Regions from separate parts of the Canis lupus genome. Here region 2 is linked to region 1. Evidence: chromatin contacts called from public Hi-C data. All regions are on one chromosome and are shown on one strand. Each heading gives the region's core, a stretch centred on a gene start, on an enhancer-like site or on the middle of the called end of the contact. The rest is flanking DNA. Distances are from core to core; before and after follow the strand shown. Region 1 overlaps TTC27 (tetratricopeptide repeat protein 27). Region 2 overlaps LTBP1 (latent-transforming growth factor beta-binding protein 1).

The links. A called contact is a pair of places that touch in the nucleus more often than the background predicts.
Region 2: a Hi-C map of skin fibroblasts shows a contact between it and region 1, with 2.1 times the contacts expected there. The contact joins two enhancer-like sites. A contact is called at or near these places in 3 of 9 Hi-C or Micro-C datasets (amygdala, blood and skin fibroblasts).

What each region holds. Positions count from the first base shown.
Region 1 is chr17:26,034,624-26,039,298 of UU_Cfam_GSD_1.0, forward strand. It overlaps TTC27 (tetratricopeptide repeat protein 27), which reads left to right. Exons shown (of 20, transcript XM_038561237.1): 14 at 2,894-2,992. Among named protein-coding and RNA genes, the nearest start is that of TTC27, 140 kb to the left of the region's middle. Within about 2 kb of position 1,813, at least 2 of the 20 cell types and tissues checked have an H3K27ac peak or open chromatin away from gene starts, as enhancers often do.
Region 2 is chr17:26,284,958-26,289,632 of UU_Cfam_GSD_1.0, forward strand. All of the region lies in intron 3 of LTBP1 (latent-transforming growth factor beta-binding protein 1), which reads left to right. Among named protein-coding and RNA genes, the nearest start is that of LTBP1, 63 kb to the left of the region's middle. Within about 2 kb of position 2,489, at least 2 of the 20 cell types and tissues checked have an H3K27ac peak or open chromatin away from gene starts, as enhancers often do.

The DNA.
Region 1 (4,675 bases), core at 563-3,062:
ATAGCAGATTTCAAAGACTAGATATGAAAACAATATAAAATGTCTCAGTAATACTGTGTATTGATAACATGTTAAAACTCAAATATTTTGGATTTGTAGAGTTAAATAAAATGTCACTAAAATTAATTTCACCTATCCCTTTTTACTCTTTACATATGGCTTCTAGACAACCATGATAAGGCTAACATTATATCCCCACGTGATTGCACTGGACTGGAAGGTAGAGGTCTTTGGTACTCAACTATATACGATTTTAATTTGGGGAATCATCTGAGAAGTTTTTTTGAGGGCTTTTGATTTTTTTCTCTTACGATGTTCTGTTCTTAAGAGCATGACCTGAATCAAGATGCCAGTCATTATTGGTAATAATAGTTTAAGTAATAGTTTAAAATGAAAAAACCAAGAGAGACACCAATATTCTCCTTAGTTCTCCAAATTGTGAGGATCTCAATGGAGAAGCAAGATATGAACGCATTATTTATGGTTTAGTGGTTCAGCTACAAGTAATTAGAAGATCTTAGAGTTTGTTTTTTAAAAAGCCATTTCATGATTTCAAAGAATAGGGTGTGTGCAAAAGTCATCTCCTATGTAATTATATCTTATCAACAGATGGAAATCTACTAGCAGCTAATGATCCTAGAATTTTCCTTCAGATGCAAATTATTAAAACAACACAAATGACCAAAAGTAAAAAAAAAAAAAGAGAGAGAGAGAGAGAGAACCATAGTGCTATCTATTAAATTAAGTCATCTGTCTGATTTTCATTAAATTTATTTTGGTTTTAAGACACTGGTTACAAAACATTGACTTGTTTCAAAACTTTAAAGGTAAATAGTAATCTCATTGCCAGCTTGTTTTAGAGCTGTGAGGAATTGCTAATTTTAGACATTCGTAACCTTTGTCTTTCCAGGTGGATTGAAAAATAAAGTTCTCTATTTACATCTTGAATTTACACTTTTTTTTTTTTTTAATAACAACACATGTGAAATAGTTTTGTGGGAAGGTTATTTGCAGAGAGCAAGCACAGCACATGCATTTTGAGAACTTTGAGGGCTGTTCTCATTTTTTTGCTTTAGACCCAGAAATGAGGTATCCCTCCTTTCAAGTAAACTAGTCACCACAATTCATTAGATATAAGATGCCATTAGTTGGGGACGCCTGGATGACTCAGCGGTTAATAAGTTCTGCTTTCAGCTCAGGGCCTGAACCTGGAGTTCAGGGATCAGAGTCCCACATCGGGCTCCCTGAGGGGAGCTTGCTTCTTCCTCTGCCTGTGTCTCTGCCTCTGTGTCTCTCATGAATAAATAAATAAAATCTTAAAAAAAAAAAAAAAAAAAAGATGCCATTAGTTGTGACAGACACATCTTAGGTGCCACCTTATATAAAAAATAAAATGCCTCCAATAAACTCCAATAAGCTATCGGATCTATCTCAGAGATGTTGAATGGCGAAAAAAAGGTGTACCTTATACCTGATGAAATATAACACATAACACACAGATTTTGAAACTTTCACCTTAGTTAGAAGTTAGCTTGTTTTATATATTGTTTAGAAGTTAGCGTCAGACTTCGGGCCAGCTCAGAAGGTATCATTAGTAGTGTGTTTAGTCTCTCTATTCTGTAAATAATTGACAGAAGGAAGGTGTAATGAGGTCATTTTTCAGTTGCTGGTAGTCCCTTGATTCAGAAAAGTGAACTTCTAACTTTGCTTCAACCTGATAGCTCCAGCATTCCCCCCACCCCCCCCAAACACACACCCATCTCCTTTCAGCAGTTACCTATCCCTCTAACAAAATCTGTTCTCCATAAAGGCTCCTGATAGCAGTTATTTATAGCCTCTTGTGAATTCAAGGCAAAGTGTTAAATTGCCCAGGGATGTTTGCTTTCTGAGCCTTATCTCTAATTATCGGCTAAAAATCTTTATCTGCTTAAAAACCGTTCAGGCCTCAACTAGCCATACGGAACAAGTTTTGTGGAAATGGCCAGGGGAGGGAGGGGTGCACCGGCCGTCTCCTGCGCTGCCTCTGTGGAAGGCTCCGAACAGATAACAAAGCACCTCCTTTCCTTTCCCACCCTGAAGGGTGTCACCAAACCTGTCCGCGGGCTCCCTGCTTTGTCCCGGGAGTCAGGGAGCGGCAGCGGCATGCTCCTGCTGCCCTTACTAACTGCATCGGAAAGGAAAGCAAACTTGACTGCGTTTCTGACTAATTTCATTGAATTTTTATCAGTTTTATCGTTCTTTTGATAGAGCCTATTGAATTTTAAGGAAATGCTGCGATATGAAGAATTCTGTAATTTCAATAGCTACTTCCTACTTTCACCTGTTTTTTTTTTTTTCCCCCTAAATCTCTCTGCTAACACATCTTACTGTTGACTCAAGTCAGGCTTTCTAATTTGAATGGCGTTTGGTAATCCAGATGCTCAGCCTGCTGTCTCTAAATTATTTTCAGACATGCCGAAGCAGATACAGGCTAGGGCATTTGCTCTCAGTTAAATTACAGAATTGTTTGGGGCTAACTTAAAGATGAAAGCAAGAGCTTTTCTTCTGAAGTTTGTTATACATGATCAGTTGTGAATTTGCTGATACTTTGTATACTTTTGACATAGTTGATACTCAGTAAAAAGGTTAGAGTAATCCCACTCTCAGAGTATCAAGGTTTATGGATGGCTCTTGATGGCATTCATGGTATTTGGTGAATACAAAGAATGGTCCTTCTCAGCAAGATATACAGTGATACTGCACGTGCTTTTGGTGTTGTATTAGCTTTGAAAATTTATATGAAAAAATTCACCTCTAGTACTCAATTTCCTACATTGAAATGAATGTAGACTGTAAAGTAAATATCTTATAGATCTCTATATGTTTGAGTGACTTTGACCTTTTGTCTTTGCAGCTTGGGGTGTGGTTTTCTCTTGGCTGTGCCTATTTGGCGTTGGAAGACTATGGAGGTTCAGCGAAGGCATTTCAGCGTTGTGTGACTCTAGAACCCGATGTGAGTTTGTTCAGTCTGCTTTCCTTCTCGCAGCGCTTTAATTATTCTCTAAATTGCTTGGATTGTACTATTGTTCAGAATAGCAATTCCTATGGGTATATAGTTTCAGTTATACAAGATGAATAAGTTCTAGAGATCTGCTGTATAACATTGAGCCTGTGGTTAACAGTACTGTGTTGTGTACTTAAAAATTTGTAGAGAGGGTAGATGTCATGTTAAGCGTTCTTCTCACAAAAACAACAGATTAAAGAACAAAAAATTCCGGTCTTCTATTATTTTATGTTACAATAAAAGAACGCCTCCTTTTGTGTTGGAAGAAAGTATACCTTTGACAGAAGATCACACCTTAAGGTAAATTATTCATAAGTCTAGAAATAAATTTCTTCTTATAATAGTCAAGTTATTCATGGAAACAATGTTGATACAACAGTTTTGTAGTTAAAATTATGCTTAATGGAAATACATAGCAAAATGTCACATCTGTTCAGTAATGTGTACTGCCTATGTTAATTGCATTCCTTCTTTTCGTCTAAGATCTTTTAATACGTAATAGTTTTACTGAGATGATAAATCACATACCATATAGTTTGTCCATTTAAAGGGTACGATTCAGTGATTTCTTAGTATATTCAAAATTGTACAACCATGCCACAGTACATTTTAGAACATTTTAATTTTATTTATTTTTTTAGAACATTTTTATTATCATATAAAGAACCCCCTTCTACTCATTAGCAGTCACTCCTCATTTCTACCAAACACCTTCCACCCCCTACCCTCCACCTTCTGCCCCAGGCAACCACTAATGTACATTCTGTCTCTAGATTGGTCTATCCTGGACATTTTATAAATGGAATCATATACTATGTGGTCTTTTGTGTCTTCTTTCACTATGATCAGTGTTTTCATAGTTCATCCATGTTGTCTCATGTATCAGTACTTCATTCCTTTTTATGGTCAAATAATATTCCATTATGTGAGCATATCACATTGCACTTACTTGTTCATCACTTGATGGACATTTGGATTGTTCTGCTTTTTTGCCTATGATGAATTAGGTTGCTCTGAACAGTCATTTACAAGTTTTTGTGTGGACATATGTTTCTTTTTCTCTTGGGTATGTACCTACTTGTAGAATTAGTGGGTATATTAGCTCTGTGTTCAGAATTCTGAGAATCTGCCAGACTGTTTTCTAAGTCACTATTTTATATCCCCACCAGCAAGTATGTGGGGATTCCGGTTTCTCAACATCTTTGCCAGCACTTATTACATCTATTTTGTTGATTCTAATCATCTGAGGAGGTGGCATTGTTTCCCACCTTTGGAGAAATATTTATTGACATCCTTTGCCCATTTTTAAATTGAGTTAGTTATCTTTTATTATTGAGTTGTAGAAGTTTTTTTATACATCCTAGATACAAGGCCCATATCAGATACATGATTCGCAAATTTTTTCTCCCATTCTGTAAATTGTTTTTCACTTTCTTGATAGTATCTTTTGAGGTATGACAGTTTTTAGGTGTTTTTTTTTTTTTTAAGGTTTTATTTATTTATTCATGAGAGGCAGAGATATAGGCAGAGGGAGAAGCAGGCTTCCTTCGGGGGTCCTAATGTGGAACTCAATCCCAGGATCACCATCTGAGCCAAAGGCTCAACCACTGAACCACCCAGGTACCCCAGTTT
Region 2 (4,675 bases), core at 1,239-3,738, 250 kb after region 1:
GACAGTAGGAAGTGAGATTGAGTGGCAAGATCCAGATTATGGAAGGCCTTGACATTTGGGGAGTGTGACTTTGAGTGGGCCTGTGAGAAATGGAGAGATGTGCCTGAAGAAGAATAAGATTTATTACCTGTGGGGAGCCAGGTCAGGCCAGTGCTGGGGAAATGCTAGGAGAGCCCAGGTTGACGTGCAGATGAGAAAAAGGTTCCTGAAGGAGCTGGCCTTGTAGCCCACCTGCTTCTCACAGTAACTTCTGGAAAGGAGATCTAATTTTCATTAAAAATAGAAGGGATGCAGACTAGTAGTCTAGAAAACCTTTCCTTTGGATGCAGGCTAAGGAGTTATGTAGAGTCTAATGATTGTCTCTAGATGTTAAGTCAAAGGATCTGTCATCTTAGCCACTTGAGGAATGGAAAATGGGCGGTGTCTTTGAAAGCTTTCTTTTTCCGTCTTCCACTGTGTTCCTGGATTCAAGTTCACTGACCTGTAATCAGAAGCAGATTCTATTTCCTTCTGTGTTAATCAAACTAACACTCTTCAAAATGCATTTGGTGATCATTCATCATACTCTGTAGAAAAATCAAGGTCTTTTTTTTCTTTTTCAGTTATCAGACTCCCAATTTTCTACCTTTTATCTTTGTTGACTTTGCAGCTTTTGCTGTAGTGTGTTATCTTATCCTTTCCAGTATAAATCTCATTGCATCCACTCTGGTTTTTGTGCTATACTAGGAATGTTCAGCTCACCTATACTTCTCCTTTAGTAGGTGACTGAAATTCCACGTTGTTCATGATGTTATTACCGATCGCTGAAAGTGAGTCTTGGGTACTTGGGTGCATGTGCACACACAGGTGTGTAGCAACCTACATGTTGATCAGCTCTAGATATTGTTCTAGTTGGATTGCATTATCTGGCTTCTAGTTGGATTGTATTCTCATTAGTTGTTGAAAGCCATGTAATAAAAAGAAATAATAGTAATTAAAATCTGAAACAAATTTTATTGTTTATTGTGTAATATCAAATTATCGATTTTGTTTCAGACTTGTTTAACTTAGCTCTTGAGGCCTAGGGGTTCCTAGGAAAGTTTTTGTGATTTGCTCTGTAAGGTAATCAGTCCAGCCCCAGGCTACTTGATAATAATGCTAGGATTACAAAATCAGAAATATTTTCCAAAGCTAGTGAGTAAATATTGTGCTTCTCTTAAAAAAACTTCCATATATCACCTTTATATTCAAATTAATTTGGGATGTTCATAGAACATAAGGATTTTTTCCTAATTTGAAGGATACATACACCCCATGTTTGTAGCAGCATTATGAACAATAGCCAAATTATGGAAGGAACCCCAAATGTCCATCGACTGATGGATGGATAAAGGAGATGTGGGTACACACATGCATACACACAGGAATATTACTCAGCCATAAAAAAGAATGAAATCTTGCCTTTTGCAATAATGTGGTTGGAGCTGGAGAGTATAATGCTAAGTGAAATAAGTTAGAGAAAGACAAATACCATATGATTTCACTCATGTGGAATTTAGGAAATAAAATGAATGAACATAGGGGAAAAAGAGAGGCAAACCCAGACACAGGCTCTTCACTATAGGGAACACACTGATGGTTGCTGGAGGGGAGGTGGGTAGGGGGATGGGCTAAATGGGTGATGAGGATTAAGGTGTGCACTTGTGATGAGCACCAGGTGTTGTATATAAGTGATGAACCATTAAATTCTATTCTTGCAACTAATACTACACTGTATGTTAACTAGAATTTAAATAGAGACTTGGAAAAAAAAAAACCCGTAAGGCTTTTTGGTTAAGCTTTACTAGGAAGTCTTTGGCAGGAAACCAAAAGAAATGATTTGGGACCTCCCCTCCAATCTCACATGTATTTATTGAATACTTACTATGGGTCAGATACTGTGCTAGGGGTTCAAGTAAATATTCTTTAATTTCAGCAAACAACCTGTACCTGTTGTGTTTATTTTCTGTTTGTAGGATGAATAGTTACTTTGGTGTTTTTAGTAGAAGTGTTGTATTTTTATAGGACAAAGTATATGTAGTGCTGTTTCATTTTCTGGCACTAAGTCAGATATTTGACTTGTTTCATCAAAATCCAGTTCTAGCATTAACAGTCCTGAAATTAATTAATCAAATGATTAGCTTGCTGTATCATCACACCAGGCACCATTTCCGACTTGTAGACATAGTGCTCTGGAAGATCAAACCCAACCCTAACCAACCTTACAAATTCAAACCAGTTTAGTTGGGGTATTTAAATGAGAGCTGGGAAAGAGATTTTTGCTTGGTCAGAAACACGCAGCAATAATAGTGTGTGAATTCATAGTTCCTGTAGGGTTTGGAAGAAAGGGCGAGGCCAGCCACAGGAAAAAAGGGCATTGTATGTGTGTGAGAGATATTTCGCAGAAACAGCAGTGTCTAAGAGCTTAACTGGGTGCAGCTGGACAGGCTTCCTTTTGTACGGAGATGCTGCCTCTAGTGTTAAGGGAGAAAACCTATCTGAAGAACTACTGTGACATTAGGGTGCCATCTGTCTTGAAAGTGAATTATTTTTTATAGTCTCCTTCAGAGTAGTTTCCAGACAATTAGAAAACTTCAATGAGGGTGGGTGCTGTTTTGCGTATGGACAAGTTCCTTCAGGCAAGAGCCTTGAAAGCTTTATTTCAAAGGGGAATCACATTGGGAGTTCTCACTGTGGTGTGATGAGGCTGCTTGCCACAAAGCTCCCAAGAACTACACACCTGTCCAGGTTCGTGGGTGAAAGAAGAATCTATGGCACAGCCTGTGCACCTTCTCTCTCCTGATTCAGCCTGTGATGGGTTTCCAAGACCTCTTCCTCTCAAGATGGTAATTTCCCCCTGAAATCAGAGTTTGACTTTTTCCTCTCAGCGTTTGGAGTTTCTTTTTGAGGGGATGGTGACATGAATACACATATCCACAGAGTTGGAAAATGAGACAAAACCTGAAGGTTTGCTTCTTAAAAAAAAGGCTAAAAATAGTTTTAATTCTCAGATTTTCTTGGAATAAATTCAAATGAAGAAGAATGCTAGAAACATTTAAACAATACAAATGCTGATCAATATTAATGAAGATTTTTAAAAGCTTAAGTGTTTGGAGTTGACATAGCAGTGGTGACATGTTGGCGAGTTTTTTCTTTTTGGTTAGCTGGACTGCTACTTAAGATTGTGTAGTGTAAGTGTGTATAAACCTCAGTTAAACTATTAACGTTTGCATTTTAAAGTCTGCATGGATCAGAAAATGGAGTTAGTATTTCATATCCTCTAGAATGATGACAGGCCATGGAAGTATAGGACAGTGCTGGCACATTTTCAAAGGCATTCTTCCCTGGTCTGGATACCATCATAGACACAACTGCAGTTTGGTTGATTTATTATATACACAACATGTATAATAGTTTGGAAGTTGGGTTTTTGTTTTTTGGTTTATTTTGCTTTTACATGCATTGGTTAGAGTTGATTATGTAAAGGGTTTGAAATAGTGTCTGGTTTAAAAACTTTGGGGCTGATATTCTTATCTTAAAAAAGACTTGGAACTAATGAATCTAGAAAATGCAAACATCAACACAGATCAATTCATAAAAGGATGTCAGCTGAGAAATGTGAACATAATTTGAACTTTTACGATTATGCCATTGGGCAGCAGGTGGCAAGCTTTGCTTTTCAATGAACTCCAGTTTTATTTTTGTACCATAGAATGCCAAAATTTGAAGAGGGTGGTTTGAATCCACTGGAATATGTCATTTCTTGGCAGTGCAACCTCGAGCCACCTCCTTTGCTCATTGTGCATAATTGCCTTTCTTTGGATGCTGAAGCTGATCCTTCGGTTCCCCTTGTTGGGGGAATTAATTCATATGAGCAACGCTTTATTCTCTGATGATTTTAGTAACACATTGTAGGGGAGAAAATAAATTAAAAACAAATGAGTTTTTTGAGGCAATCTGGGTATGGTTTGTAAGAGGTTTTGTTGTACAGTCTTAATGCTAACACACACACACACACACACACACACACATAACTTATTTTGCTTCCACTTAAAAAAAGATCACTTTTAACTGACTAGAAACCTTATCACAAATAAACAGAACTTAATGGAGTTCTATGAAAGAATTTTTGGAAAATTAGAGAAGAAAAATACTTTTGAGCCCAGGATTGAAAACCATTGCCTTCCCTTAGGCTGTACTCTGTGTTTAGTCAGGATTTGGATCCCAGTCTGGTAAAGAGACTCAGTCAAAGGTGAGAGTGATAGTAGGGTGGGCACTGAATTATTTTGTCAACTGTTATACTCCCTATATAAAACTTGTTTTTTGGGTAGTTAGGCATTGTGGAAAAATTGAAGGGAACAGAAGACTGAAGAAGCATGTGAATCATTGTAAATATTTAACATTGAGTAGTCTACAAAAATATGCAACACCTGCTGTGCATTCTTTTTTTTTTTTTTCCTGTGCCTTTTGTTAGAAATGAGTTCATATGGGCTAGCCTACTTTATGTTCATAGTTTGTTTTTTTCAATATGTTCTCAGGCTCTCGTCTTTTCCAGTGATACTTCAAAAAATTTTTTTAGAAAGTACCATGTACAAAAAAACTATAATTTACAACACATGCATCAAGGATAATACTAATAAACCAGATTTCTCATACC